Regions from separate parts of the Mus musculus genome. Here region 2 is linked to region 1. A link is a contact called in public Micro-C data. All regions are on one chromosome and are shown on one strand. The core of a region is the stretch at or near the end of the contact, and the rest is flanking DNA. Distances in the headings are between cores, read along the strand shown. Region 1 has its middle 81 kb from the start of Gm33281. Region 2 has its middle 58 kb from the start of Purg.

Region 1 (6,796 bases), core at 1,376-3,875:
GTCAGTCCTGTCCAGCTATAAAACCTGTGAGCCATGGCTGTGATCAATATGGCAAGATATCTCAAGGTACAATGGTGACCACATCTTAGGGGTAACTAGCAGCTGTCGAATTGGCCTTACAACCCACTTGGTTTAGGGAATCCATACCCAATATTATAAACCCAGGCAACTACCCATGGCCAGTGAGCTCATGGGCCCTAGAGGAGAAACCGTTGCTGCTACTTTCCTAAGCCAGTGTAATTTCTAACTTCATTCTAAACATTTATCTTGGTGTTCAAAGAAGTGCAGCTCTCACCCCTCATCAACTGAGCATCTTCTTGTTGCAGACAGAGACCATTACAGAAATCCCCAGCTGCTCAAAATGCAGAGAACTGACCACGGTTGCCCCAAATCCATCAAAGCATCTACAACACTGCCCTTACATGCATGGCTCAAGGAGCATTGTGGGAGAGGGAACAGAAAGATTGTAAGAGCCAGAGAACCAGGGTTTCAGCTGTGAGATAGTGACCTCTATAGATGCCATGGAAGCTACACTCATGAGATCTCAATGATGCAGTCACCTAGACAAGACCAGCATAATGCCATCACCAGTTTTACATGCCAACACTGAGGGAGGAGATCTCAGAAGGGCCTACCCCTAGATGAAGAGCTATAGGCGGTCAATGGCTGCTGAGAGAGGGCGATTGAGTCTTTTCTAGGGTCCAACTCAAAGTGGTCAGCCCTGAACATACATACATACATACATACATACATACATACATACATACACACATACACATATATATTTAAAACCTCAGCATTAATTTGATAGAGAGTGAGGGGGATACATAGGGGTACTTGGAGGTAGGGTAGGGAGAGGTTTGGAACGTTGTAAATTAAACACTCATGTATGAAATTCTCAAAAAATTAAAAATATTTCATCAAAGTTGAAAATTCTCACTTTTAATTTCTAAAATGATAAATGTTGATGGATGTAAACCGAATTAATAAAAAGTTCTTTAGGACCCTATATTTTTAAGAATGTGAAGGGCCTTGCAACATAATGTTTTGAAAGCTATCAGAGTATGTTATTTGTTATATGGGTATACTATGAATTCTTTAGCTGACTGCATATTGTCGGGTAGTACATAATTTTTTCCTACTAACTGGAACAGCATTGCTTTGACTTTTTGCTTTTTGTTTTGTTTTGTTTCTGTCATCGAGACTTTCATTATGTGGTCTCTAGGCTTGCTTTAGACTTGTGACCTGGGCTTGGGGATTACAGATGTGCCCATGCCCAGGACTGAATGGTCTTAAAATGAAACTCCTGCAGTACAGCCGAGGCTGAGGCCTCGCGGGATCTGCCTGTTTGTTTAAGCCTTATTCCATCTTTCTGTGTCCTTAAAGATGCTCAAGATGGCATGATGTCCTCATTAGCTCTTCTTTTCTCTTACAAGACTCTCTGTTAACCATGGCAAAGTCCTCAGTCTTTCCCTCCTGTTCAATGGAAGGGCTGGGGTAGCTCAGAGGCAGGGGGCTCACCGAGTGCACTCCCACCCCAGCACTGCCCTGTATACTAAATGCCAAGAGCCATTTAGGAGAAGCTGGAAACTAGTAGTCGATCTTCCTGAGATGGTTCTGCCATAGACTGTCAATCTATGGTGGATTTGCTTCTCTAGGATAGGCTGAGGAACAATTCCTGCTATTAATATGCTTTTTTGTTATTACCAAATATATAACAATTACTAGGTATTGGCCCACCAGTTTGAGCAGGTTTTTGCAGACCTATGAAGATATGCTATCTTGTAGTGATGCTATATAGACAAAAAAATAATGATTCTTTAGAATTCCTGATGTAATCCAAATAATTTTAGGAAGAAAGTTTTTAGAGATGGTCTTTTTTTTTTTAAAGATCTATTTATTTATTATATGTAAGTACACTGTAGCTGTCTCCAGACACTCCAGAAGAGGGTGCCAGATCTTGTTAAAGATGGTTGTGAGCCACCATATGGTTGCCAGGAACTGAACTCAGGACCTTCGGAAGAGCAGTCAGTGCTCTTAACCGCTGAGCCATCTCTCCAGCCCTTGAGATGGTCTTAGTTGCTAGAAAGATGTAATAAAGTTAAAATCAAGAATAGAATGTACCCACTCCTCAGAATAGTAAGTAAAGGCTGCATAATAAGAAATACAGTGAGCTTCCAAAATCACACTAAAAAAAGAAACGGACTTGGGACAATTTCGTGTCCAAGGAAAAACATTTAGGTCCAAAGATAAAGTCACAGGTGTGTACTATGATAAAGCAAGGCCATGCAAAAACTGTCACATCCATCCATCCATCCACCCACCCAAATGTGTGTGTCTGTTTGTCTACATGTTTGTGTGTAGGTATATGTATATGTGTAAGCATGCATGAATACTTGTGGAGTTGATTGTGACAGACGGTCAGCCCCAGGCACAGTATGGGTGTATGAATGCTTGAATGTTCACGAGTCTGTGCATATTTGCCTATATAAAGCATCTTAATTCTTTTCCTTTCCTTCCTCTCTGGTTCGCAAAGAGTTAACCAGCATAGCCGGAGAGGCTTCTGGCTCATTCACTAGAGAAAAGCACACCAGCAATAAATCCTTTTATTTAACTCCCTGCTGTTTCATGTTGAGGTGCTAAACACCAGAGAGTGCAGTTTCTGGCCTCTGAGGCAGGTCAGCTACCATTGCCAAGGAACTCAGACCTAAGACTAGCAAGCATTTTATTATAGAAAAGGCAACCCTAAATATCTCACAAGACCAAGTCTTGCCCCCACTGATGCTCTTCCCCTTCCACTTACCCCAAGAGAGAACCAAGAAAGAACAGCCGAGATGGCCCCAGCAACTAAAGACTATGGCCCCCATCCCAGCATTGCCTAGTAAACTAAAGCTGTGACTTTAATCCCAGGTACTGCCACAACATCTTTACTGGTTTGCTTAACATCGGGAGTGCACTATACAGTCTCTTTTAACTGCTCCAATTTACCAAACAGTGCATCCCACTTCCGATGTACTAGAACTTGTGCTTACTATGTTTATGTTTGATATATCCCACTTGAAAATAAATTTAACAGAGGAGGAGGGATTTATGTCTGTTTTTGAAAGTATAACAAAGTAAAAACAAAATTCTAGGCCTTTAGGCCTAGGCTTGGGAATGTGACCTCTGTGACTCATTGCTCCAAGGTATGCTAATCATAAAACAGATAGTGACATTCCTCCACCCACCTGCTTCCTGGGTTCAAAGAGTGTTCATTCAAAGAAAGTCACCTTGACCATTGCTGGAACCCACTATGCAAATGTGCTATTGTTGGGGCTCTTAGAAACCTGCACAATTACCAGGTATTCCTTGCGACTCTTGTGACTTTGCACTTCCTTGGGACTCTTTTTTTTTTTTTTTTTTTTTTTTCAGGCATCATTCTGTCATCTTTATTGCTAAAACTTCTTGTAGTGGCTTCCTGATCTTTGGTATACAAAAGACCAGGAAGCCACTCCAAGTATATGAGGATTCAAGTTTATCATGAGAGTATCATGAGAGAAAGGAAACCCACTACAGACATTTTGAACAGGAATTATCTTATTGATATTTTAATACTCTAAATAGCCTTGCCTTGTAATGATCTACCTTTTTTTTCTTTCCATTTTTTATTAGGTATTTAGCTCATTTACATTTCCAATGCTATACCAAAAGTCCCCCATACCCACCCACCCCCACTCCCCTACCCGCCCACTCCCCCTTTTTGGCCCTGGCGTTCCCCTGTTCTGGGGCATATAAAGTTTGTGTGTCCAATGAGCCTCTCTTTCCAGTGATGGCCGACTAGGCCATCTTTTGATACATATGCAGCTAGAGTCAAGAGCTCCGGGGTACTGGTTAGTTCATAATGTTGATCCACCTATAGGGTTGCAGATCCCTTTAGCTCCTTGGGTACTTTCTCTGGCTCCTCCATTGGGAGCCCTGTGATCCATCCATTAGCTGACTGTGGGCATCCACTTCTGTGTTTGCTAGGCCCCGGCATAGTCTCACAAGAGACAGCTACATCTGGGTCCTTTCGATAAAATCTTGCTAGTGTATGCAATGGTGTCAGCGTTTGGATGCTGATTATGGGGTGGATCCCTGGATAAGGCAGTCTCTACATGGTCCATCCTTTCATCTCAGCTCCAAACTTTGTCTCTGTAACTCCTTCCAAGGGTGTTTTGTTCCCACTTCTAAGGAGGGGCAGAGTGTCCACACTTCAGTCTTCATTTTTCTTGAGTTTCATGTGTTTAGGAAATTGTATCTTATATCTTGGGTATCCTAGGTTTTGGGCTAATATCCACTTATCAGTGAGTACATATTGTGTGAGTTCCTTTGTGAATGTGTTACCTCACTCAGGATGATGCCCTCCAGGTCCATCCATTTGGCTAGGAATTTCATAAATTCATTCTTTTTAATAGCTGAGTAGTACTCCATTGTGTAGATGTACCACATTTTCTGTATCCATTCCTCTGTTGAGGGGCATCTGGGTTCTTTCCAGCTTCTGGCTATTATAATTAAGGCTGCTATGAACATAGTGGAGCATGTGTCCTTCTTACCAGTTGGGGCATCTTCTGGATATATGCCCAGGAGAGGTATTGCTGGATCCTCCGGTAATACTATGTCCAATTTTCTGAGGAACCGCCAGACGGATTTCCAGAGTGGTTGTACAAGCCTGCAATCCCACCAACAATGGAGGAGTGTTCCTCTTTCTCCACATCCTCGCCAGCATCTGCTGTCACCTGAATTTTTGATCTTAGACATTCTGACTGGTGTGAGGTGGAATCTCAGGGTTGTTTTGATTTGCATTTCCCTGATGATTAAGGATGTTGAACATTTTTTCAGGTGCTTCTCTGCCATTCGGTATTCCTCAGGTGACAATTCTTTGTTCAGTTCTGAGCCCCATTTTTTAATGGGGTTGTTTGATTTTCTGAAGTCCACCTTCTTGAGTTCTTTATATATGTTGGATATTAGTCCCCTATCTGATTTAGGATAGGTAAAGATCCTTTCCCAATCTGTTGGTGGTCTCTTTGTCTTATTGACGGTGTCTTTTGCCTTGCAGAAACTTTGGAGTTTCATTAGGTCCCATTTGTCAATTCTCGATCTTACAGCACAAGCCATTGCTGTTCTGTTCAGGAATTTTTCCCCTGTGCCCATATCTTCAAGGCTTTTCCCCACTTTCTCCTCTATAAGTTTCAGTGTCTCTGGTTTTATGTGAAGTTCTTTGATCCATTTAGATTTGACCTTAGTACAAGGAGATAAGTATGGATCGATTCGCATTCTTCTACATAATAACAACCAGTTGTGCCAGCACCAATTGTTGAAAATGCTGTCTTTCTTCCACTGGATGGTTTTAGCTCCCTTGTCGAAGATCAAGTGACCATAGGTGTGTGGGTTCATTTCTGGGTCTTCAATTCTATTCCATTGGTCTACTTGTCTGTCTCTATACCAGTACCATGCAGTTTTTACCACAATTGCTCTGTAGTAAAGCTTTAGGTCAGGCATGGTGATTCCACCAGAGGTTCTTTTATCCTTGAGAAGAGTTTTTGCTATCCTAGGTTTTTTGTTATTCCAGATGAATTTGCAAATTGCTCCTTCTAATTCGTTGAAGAATTGAGTTGGAATTTTGATGGGGATTGCATTGAATCTGTAGATTGCTTTTGGCAAGATAGCCATTTTTACAATGTTGATCCTGCCAATCCATGAGCATGGGAGATCTTTCCATCTTCTGAGATCTTCTTTAATTTCTTTCTTCAGAGACTTGAAGTTTTTATCATACAGATCTTTCACTTCCTTAGTTAGAGTCACTCCGAGATATTTTATATTATTTGTGACTATTGAGAAGGGTGTTGTTTCCCTAATTTCTTTCTCAGCCTGTTTATTCTTTGTGTAGAGAAAGGCCATTGACTTGTTTGAGTTAATTTTATATCCAGCTACTTCACCGAAGCTGTTTATCAGGTTTAGGAGTTCTCTGGTGGAATTTTTAGGGTCACTTATATATACTATCATATCATCTGCAAAAAGTGATATTTTGACTTCCTCCTTTCCAATTTGTATCCCCTTGATCTCCTTTTGTTGTCGAATTGCTCTGGCTAATACTTCAAGTACTATGTTGAAAAGGTAGGGAGAAAGTGGGCAGCCTTGTCTAGTCCCTGATTTTAGTGGGATTGCTTCCAGCTTCTCTCCATTTACTTTGATGTTGGCTACTGGTTTGCTGTAGATTGCTTTTATCATGTTTAGGTATGGGCCTTGAATTCCTGATCTTTCCAGAACTTTTATCATGAATGGGTGTTGGATCTTGTCAAATGCTTTTTCTGCATCCAACGAGATGATCATGTGGTTTTTGTCTTTGAGTTTGTTTATATAGTGGATTACATTGATGGATTTTCGTATATTAAACCATCCCTGCATTCCTGGAATAAAACCTACTTGGTCAGGATGGATGATTGCTTTAATGTGTTCTTGGATTCGGTTAGCGAGAATTTTATTGAGGATTTTTGCATCGATATTCATAAGAGAAATTGGTCTGAAGTTCTCTATCTTTGTTGGATCTTTCTGTGGTTTAGGTATCAGAGTAATAGTGGCTTCATAAAATGAGTTGGGTAGAGTACTTTCTACTTCTATCTTGTGAAAAAGTTTGTGCAGAACTGGAATTAGATCTTCTTTGAAGGTCTGATAGAACTCTGCACTAAACCCGTCTGGTCCTGGGCTTTTTTTGGCTGGGAGACTATTTATAACTGCTTCTATTTCTTTAGGGGATATGGGACTGTTTAGAAGGTCAACT
Region 2 (6,796 bases), core at 2,300-4,799, 210 kb before region 1:
CATACCTACTCAATACCTACATACATATATACATACATACATACATACATACATACATACATTTATACATACATACATACTAGTAATAATAAAGATTTGGGGGCATGTAGTTTGTTTAGAGATTATCCTCAGAAACGTGCTAAAGGAATTTACAGGAAATAAGAAAGTTCACAAGTGATTATTAAATAGATTGTAGCTGTGGGCCATGGTCTTTATCACACTGGTCCTTCTTTCTGTGAAACTATGTAGAATATACTTCAGAACTGTCTCATCTGGGACAAAAGAGTTGAAGTGATTTTTTCACTTGTTAGTTTTTCTTTACATAGGATTTGTTTGTTTTGAGACAAGGTCTTATTACACAGTTGGTACTGGCCTGGAACCCTATGTAGCTCATCTTAGCCTCCAACTAGTGACCCTCCTCTTTCAGCATCACCAGTACTAGTGTTACAGGTGTGCTCGCCCATGCCTGGGGAGAGGGGATTCTTTTTTTTTTATTAGGTATTTTCCTCATTTACATTTTCAATGCTATCCCAAAGGTCCCCCATACCCACCCCCCCCCCAGTCCCCTACCCACCCACTCCCCCTTTTTGGCCCTGGCGTTCCCCTGTACTGGGGCATATAAAGTTTGCAAGTCCAATGGGCCTCTCTTTGCAGTGATGGCCGACTAGGCCATCTTTTGATACATACGCAGCTAAAGACAAGAGCTCCCGGGTACTGGTTAGTTCATATTGTTGTTCTACCTATAGGGTTGCAGTTCCCTTTAGCTCCTTGGGTAATTTCTCTAGCTCCTCCATTAGGGGCCGTGTGACCCATCCAATAGCTGACTGTGATCATCCACTTCTGTGTTTGCTAGGCCCCGGCATAGTCTCACAAGAGAGAGCTATATCTGGGTCCTTTCAGCGAAATCTTGCTAGTGTATGCAATGGTGTCAGCATTTGGAAGCTGATTATGGGATGGATCCCTGCATATGGCAATCACTAGATGGTCCATCCTTTCGTCACAGCTCCAAATTTTGTCTCTGTAACTCCTTCTATGGGTGTTTTGTTCTGAAAGTATAACAACGTAAAAACAGAATTCTAGGCCTTTAGGCCCAGGCTTGGGAAAGTGGCCTTTGTAAAGGTATGCTAATCATAAAAGAGATAGCGACATTCCTCTACCCACCTGCTTCCTGGGTTCAAAGAGTGCTCATTCAAAGAAAGTCACCCTGGCCATTACCAGAACCTGCAATGCAAATGTGCTATTGTTAGGGGCTCTTAGAAGCTGTCTTGAGAGTTAACAATTACCAGGTATTCCTTGTGACTCTTGTAACTTTACACTTCCTTGTGACTCTTAACTGGTATCTTTGGCATCTTCCAACAACGCCCTCCCCACTTCCTTGAGTTTCTGGTTTCTTCCTTTAAATACCCCCTTACCCAGCTACTCGGGGCGCCACGGTCCTCTACCCCTGCGTGGTGTATGACCATGGGCCCGAGAGCTCTCTTGAATAAAAATCCTCTTGCAATTTGCAGCAAGACCCGTTTCTTGTGGGTGATTTTGGGGTGTCACCTCTCCTGAGTCAGAATGAGGGGGAGCCCTCACATTGTGGGTCTTTCAGTTCCCATTTCTAAGAAAGGGTAAAGTGTCCACACTTTGGTCTTTGTTCTTCTTGAATTTCATGCGTTTGGCAAGTTGTATCTTATATCTTGGGTATCCTAAGTTTCTGGGCTATTATCCACTTATCAGTGAGTACATATTGTGCGAGTTCCTTTGTGATTGGGTTACTTCACTCAGGATGATACCCTCCAGGTCCATCCATTTGCCTAGGAATTTCATAAATTCATTTTTTTAAATAGCTGAGTAGTATTCCATTGTGTAAATGTACCACATTTTCTGTATCCATTCCTCTGTTGAGGGGCATCTGGGTTCTTTCCAGCTTCTGGCTATTATAAACAAGGCTGCTATGAACATAGTGGAGCATGTGTTCTTCTTACCGGTTGGGACATCTTCTGGGTATATGCCCAGGAGAGGTATTGCTGGATCCTCTGGTAGTACTATGTCCAATTTTCTGAGGAACCACCAGACTGATTTCCAGAGTGGTTGTACAAGCTTGCAATCCCACCAACAATGGAGGAGTGTTCCCCTTTCTCCACATCCTCGCCAGCATCTGCTGTCACCTGAGGTTTTGATCTTAGCCATTCTGACTGGAGTGAAGTGGAATCTCAGGGTTGTTTTGATTTGCATTTCCCTGATGATTAAGGATGTTGAACATTTTTTCAGGTGCTTCTCTGCCATTCGGTATTCCTCAGGTGAGAATTCTTTGTTCAGTTCTGAGAGGGGATTCTTTTATCTACTAGTTCCTGCTTGTCTTCAGATGAGCCCAGCTCCTATGACATGCAGATCTACTCTGTGCTCAATGAGAACAGCTCCTGCAGGCACACGGAGCCTCCACAAGGGGCTTGCTAGGAAGCTTATGCTAATGCTGACAGCTCACATCTAGAACTACCTGTGAACCTCAGAGTGTGGGAGAGGGTGAGATCAAGGCCCTGGTGCATCTGCTACAATATTCAATTATTCAATGCTTACTGAGTACGTATGATATACTGGATGCTCTGTCAGATGGGGCAATTTCTCTGAGGTCTACGTTTTGGTTTTAATATTCTCCGCAACCCAGACTTGCTTCAAACAGGTTACAATATGAGGAGAAATGCAGAGAAACTTGTAAGCTCAAGGTGGAAAAACACATTGTATTGATGTGGTAACCAGCTATATCCAAAGCTGATTTGGGTTCAGACTCTCTCTCTCTCTCTCTCTCTCTCTCTCTCTCTCTCTCTCTCTCTCTCTCTCTCTCTCTTTGGTTTTTGGTTTTTTGAGACAGGGTTACTCTGTGTAGCCCTGGCTGTCCTGGAAATCACTTTGTAGACCAGGCTGGCCTCGAACTCAGAAATCCACTTGCCTCTGCCTCCTGAGTTCTGGGATTAAGGGCGTGTGCCACCACTGCCCAGCCAGACTTCTCTCTTAAACTGACTCAACAATCCATGTTCTTTCTTATCACTCTGCCTGCTTTTTCTGTTTTCAACCTGATTCCATTGTCAGAATCTTCCCTGTGAAGCAGCTCATATAGTGAGTGTCTCCTTTACTGGTCTGGTGTTCTCATAAGAATGCTCATCTGCGATGACCCTGGTCTTCTAAGACTTACCACTCCCGTTCTGTAATCAGAAAATGTCATGTGCTTTTCTGATGTTCCAGGTGAAGGGGAGATGGATTTTCCTTTAGGTTAGTAGATTGTTAGTGAGGAAAGACAAGGCCCTGCCAGCTTCACCTTGTGCAAATGTCTAAATGTCTCCCTGGTAGCATCTAGTAAGAACTCTCTGAAGTCAATGCAGTAAAGGAATAACGGTGGGAAAAAAATGGAGAGATGATGATCCATTTGTTTGACTGGATAGCTGTCCTCTGAGGTAAACAAAAGCATCAAGAACAATACAGCAGTAGGAGGTCTCAGGGCTGTGGGAGGGAGCTAACAGGAACAGAGCCCAAAGGAACAATAACAAAACCAAAAGATTTAGCAATTCTAACCGCTGAAAGGCAACTTCCTCCTTAACCATGGAAACAGTTGCGGAGAACAATGGCAAAGACAACTCAGTTCCTAGCTGGACAAGAGCATTCTCCTGTTTGGAAGTGGTTTTAGCTGTTGCCGGAGGGGAAAGAGGAAAGGGAGTGAAGGTTTGGCAGTTTTGTGCATCAGAAAACAATTCCAGAATAGAGGATATAACTCAGTGTATAGCATGTGTGAGGGTGTGGTGGTTTGTCTGTGCTTGGCCCAGGGAGTGGCACTATTTGGAGGTGTGGCCCTGTTGGGATAGGTGTGGCCTTGCTGGAGTAGGTGTGTCACTGTGGGCATGGGCTTTAATAATCCTCATCCTAGCTGCCTGGGAGCCAGTCTTCTGCTAGCAGCCTTCAGATGAAGATGTAGAACTCTCAGCTCTGCCTACATCATGCCTGCCTGGATGTTGCCATGTTCTCACCTTGATGAACCCTAACTAAGACAGAAGACCAGGGTACATTCAGGAGTTCATGAAACAACATGAATGTAAATGGAGACCACAAGGGTACATTACTCTTTGAAGACTCTTAGCCAGGAAGGAAAAAGAAACAGGAGAATGGCAGCCGTGAAAGAATACAGGGTCCCAAAACTTGTGAGCAAGTGAGCACACTATCCTTTGATACCAGTGGGTATAGTTAGAACATTTTGTTTCATTATTTTTCTTTTTCTAAATAAAGAATGAGTATTTTTTAAAACACAATTTTTAGTATTTCTTCAGGAATTTCACATTATGCACCCCAATCCCACTCATTTCCTAGTTCTTCCATATCTGCCTTCTACCCCCACCTCTATCCCCCAACCCCCTCAAATCTAGCAGACCTCTCTGGGCAACAGCCTCCTCTTCTATCAGCCACAGCTTTCTCTAATACCTGCCATAGCTGTCCTGTTTGCAGCTCTGCTGCCATGTGTGTGTCACGGTATACACTCTTTTCCTGAAACAGCTTTACTTGAGAATGTACATTGCAATGAGTTATTGGTCCGGTTGGAGGCCTCTGGCTTCTGCTACTTCATCAATACTGGATCCTCACCAGGATGCCTCTTGGATATCCTTCTGTTGCCCTGAGTCATGGAAATCCTGTAGCTTTGGTTCTGCAGGACTGGTCCTCACATACTCCAGCAGTTCACAGATGAGGTAGATGTTGGGATGGACCAATTCAAAGCCCTGAATCTGGCCCTGGGTGGTAGGTGAGTTGGTTAGCTCTCTCGAGTTCATGCTCCAGGGCCAGCTCTCTGGTGCTACCCTGGCAGAGGGTGGGGCTTTTATTTTTCCCCATTGCAGTTTATATGTGTGGGTGTTTTGTTTCTGGTATGTCTATGTACAATGTGTATGCAGTTCCTACAGAAGCCAAAAGAGGGCATCAGATCAGATCTCAACTTGGCTGTGTATTTATATTTAATATAAGATCAGTCTTTTTAATTGTGATAAAAACATGGAACATGAAATTTATCCTTTTTAACTCTTTTAAGTGTATAATATAGCAGTGCTTAGTACACACACAGTATTGCATATTCATTGCTACTATCTATCTATTTAGTTGAGCCTTTCAAAAACAATAATATTTGAGTTAAATTCTTTTTGTTATAATGTTTCCTAAGAGATCTAGTCAATTGCTGGAATGCTGACTCAAAACCATTATATGAAATTAACTTATGAAAGCAATACTTGTAAGGGCAAAGAAATAATCCATCCTCAGGGCACAGAGGAGCTATTTCTCTAAGATACATATTGGATGGGTATGCTCTTGTTGTATCCTGAATACCTTTCAGTTTAATATTAGGATTGTAGAAGGGCCCAGTGCAGGAAAGCCTTCATTAAGTAATGAAGCTTGTTTAATGCTCACACTTAGAAACACAAGTGGATGATTCCCATTGGCAAGTCACCCACTCTTGAGCTGTTGATCCTAACATGCCCTGGGCTCTTATGCTTAAGAGTCTTTTAAAAAAATAATATGGAAAGCACTTAAAGACTTGAGATCTGAAATACCAGCTCTCCTACATGGAGATAAGGGAAGACATATATCCAAGATGTGGGAAAGGGCTCTACTCATTGAACCGTGTGCATGTGTTCATGTGTGTATGTGTGTGTATGTGTGTACCTGCATGTGCATGTGCATGTGTGTGTCTATGTGATCCTATAGAGTGGATGTAGGGCCTCCATTATTCTAAGCAGGCATTATACCTCGGAGCCACAACTCCAGTTCTGCATTGAATGAACTCCTTCACTCTGCCCTTTAAAAACTTTAATTAACTTTAAAAAAATGTATTTTATGTGTTCAGGTGTTTTGCCTGCATATGTATCTGTGTACCATCTGTGCGCAGTGCCAACAGAGGCCTGAATATGGCACTATTTCCTTATGGAGTTACAGATGGTTGAGCAATGGTCTAGGTGTTGCCAATCAATCCTTGATCCTCTGGAAGAGCAGGCACTGCTGATCTCTCTCTACAGCCCCTAGTTTTATTTTTTAAAATATAAATTTTTATATATTTTTATACTGTACTTACACCTTTTCCCTCTTCTCTGTCCTGCCTCCAGCTCCTTCAGTAACCCCCCTGCCCCAATTTCAGTATCTCCCCCAACTTTCAAATTCACGGCCTCATTTTTCATATTGCCTTTTACTTTTCATGTTTTATACATAGACATTAATATGTATATGAATTAATATATAAATACAACCTGCTGAACTCATCTACTTTTGCCATATTTATGTTTACTTAGAGCTTACAACTTTTTTTGTGTGTATTGGAAGTCTGTTGTGTGGTATCCACCAGAAAAGGCTTCTTGGACATGAGTTTAGATCCACAGAAGAGTCTTTAGTAGCTGGCTGGCAACCATTCTTGGTGTTCAGGAACCCAGTGTAGCCCTGAGCCTTTCTTAGAGTGAGGTTTTACACACAAAAACCGTATCCTGGGCTGAGATACTTCAATTAATAAGAACAGTTGGTGAGAAGCAGAACTTGAGAAGCTAAAAAGCACGGTCAGTACTTTGGAAACTTTCCCAGCACTGTGAACTTGGGTGGATTAGGTCTGTTTTAACATGTGACGCTAACTCCGTGCTGAGTTTTATGACCTGAATGGTACTTCCATGATGGAGTCGGTGGTGCTAAGGTCCAGCGGGGGTGGGGGTGGGGGTCTGTTACAAAGTCACACCTGAGAAAGACCGACTCGTCCTCTCTCAACAGTCATTAGTTGCCTGTAGCTCTTCGCCTTGGGGTGGAG

Evidence for each region. Hi-C and Micro-C count contacts between places; a contact is called where the count stands out from the background.
Region 2: a Micro-C map of embryonic stem cells shows a contact between it and region 1, with 2.1 times the contacts expected there. The contact joins two enhancer-like sites. A contact is called at or near these places in 4 of 39 promoter capture datasets (the C10 cell line, embryonic stem cells, liver and 1 more), 1 of 15 datasets of contacts at CTCF or cohesin (pro-B cells), 5 of 484 Hi-C or Micro-C datasets (the Ba/F3 cell line, the HL-1 cell line, cortical neurons and 2 more), 3 of 115 datasets of contacts at active chromatin or transcription factors (all in embryonic stem cells) and 1 of 9 other capture datasets (embryonic stem cells).

What each region holds. Positions count from the first base shown.
Region 1 is chr8:33,226,745-33,233,540 of GRCm38.p6, reverse strand. No RefSeq gene overlaps it. Among named protein-coding and RNA genes, the nearest start is that of Gm33281, 81 kb to the right of the region's middle. Within about 2 kb of position 2,625, at least 6 of the 459 cell types and tissues checked have an H3K27ac peak or open chromatin away from gene starts, as enhancers often do. A contact at or near this core is called in embryonic stem cells, where this site is marked.
Region 2 is chr8:33,440,509-33,447,304 of GRCm38.p6, reverse strand. No RefSeq gene overlaps it. Among named protein-coding and RNA genes, the nearest start is that of Purg, 58 kb to the right of the region's middle. Within about 2 kb of position 3,549, at least 52 of the 459 cell types and tissues checked have an H3K27ac peak or open chromatin away from gene starts, as enhancers often do. A contact at or near this core is called in embryonic stem cells, where this site is marked.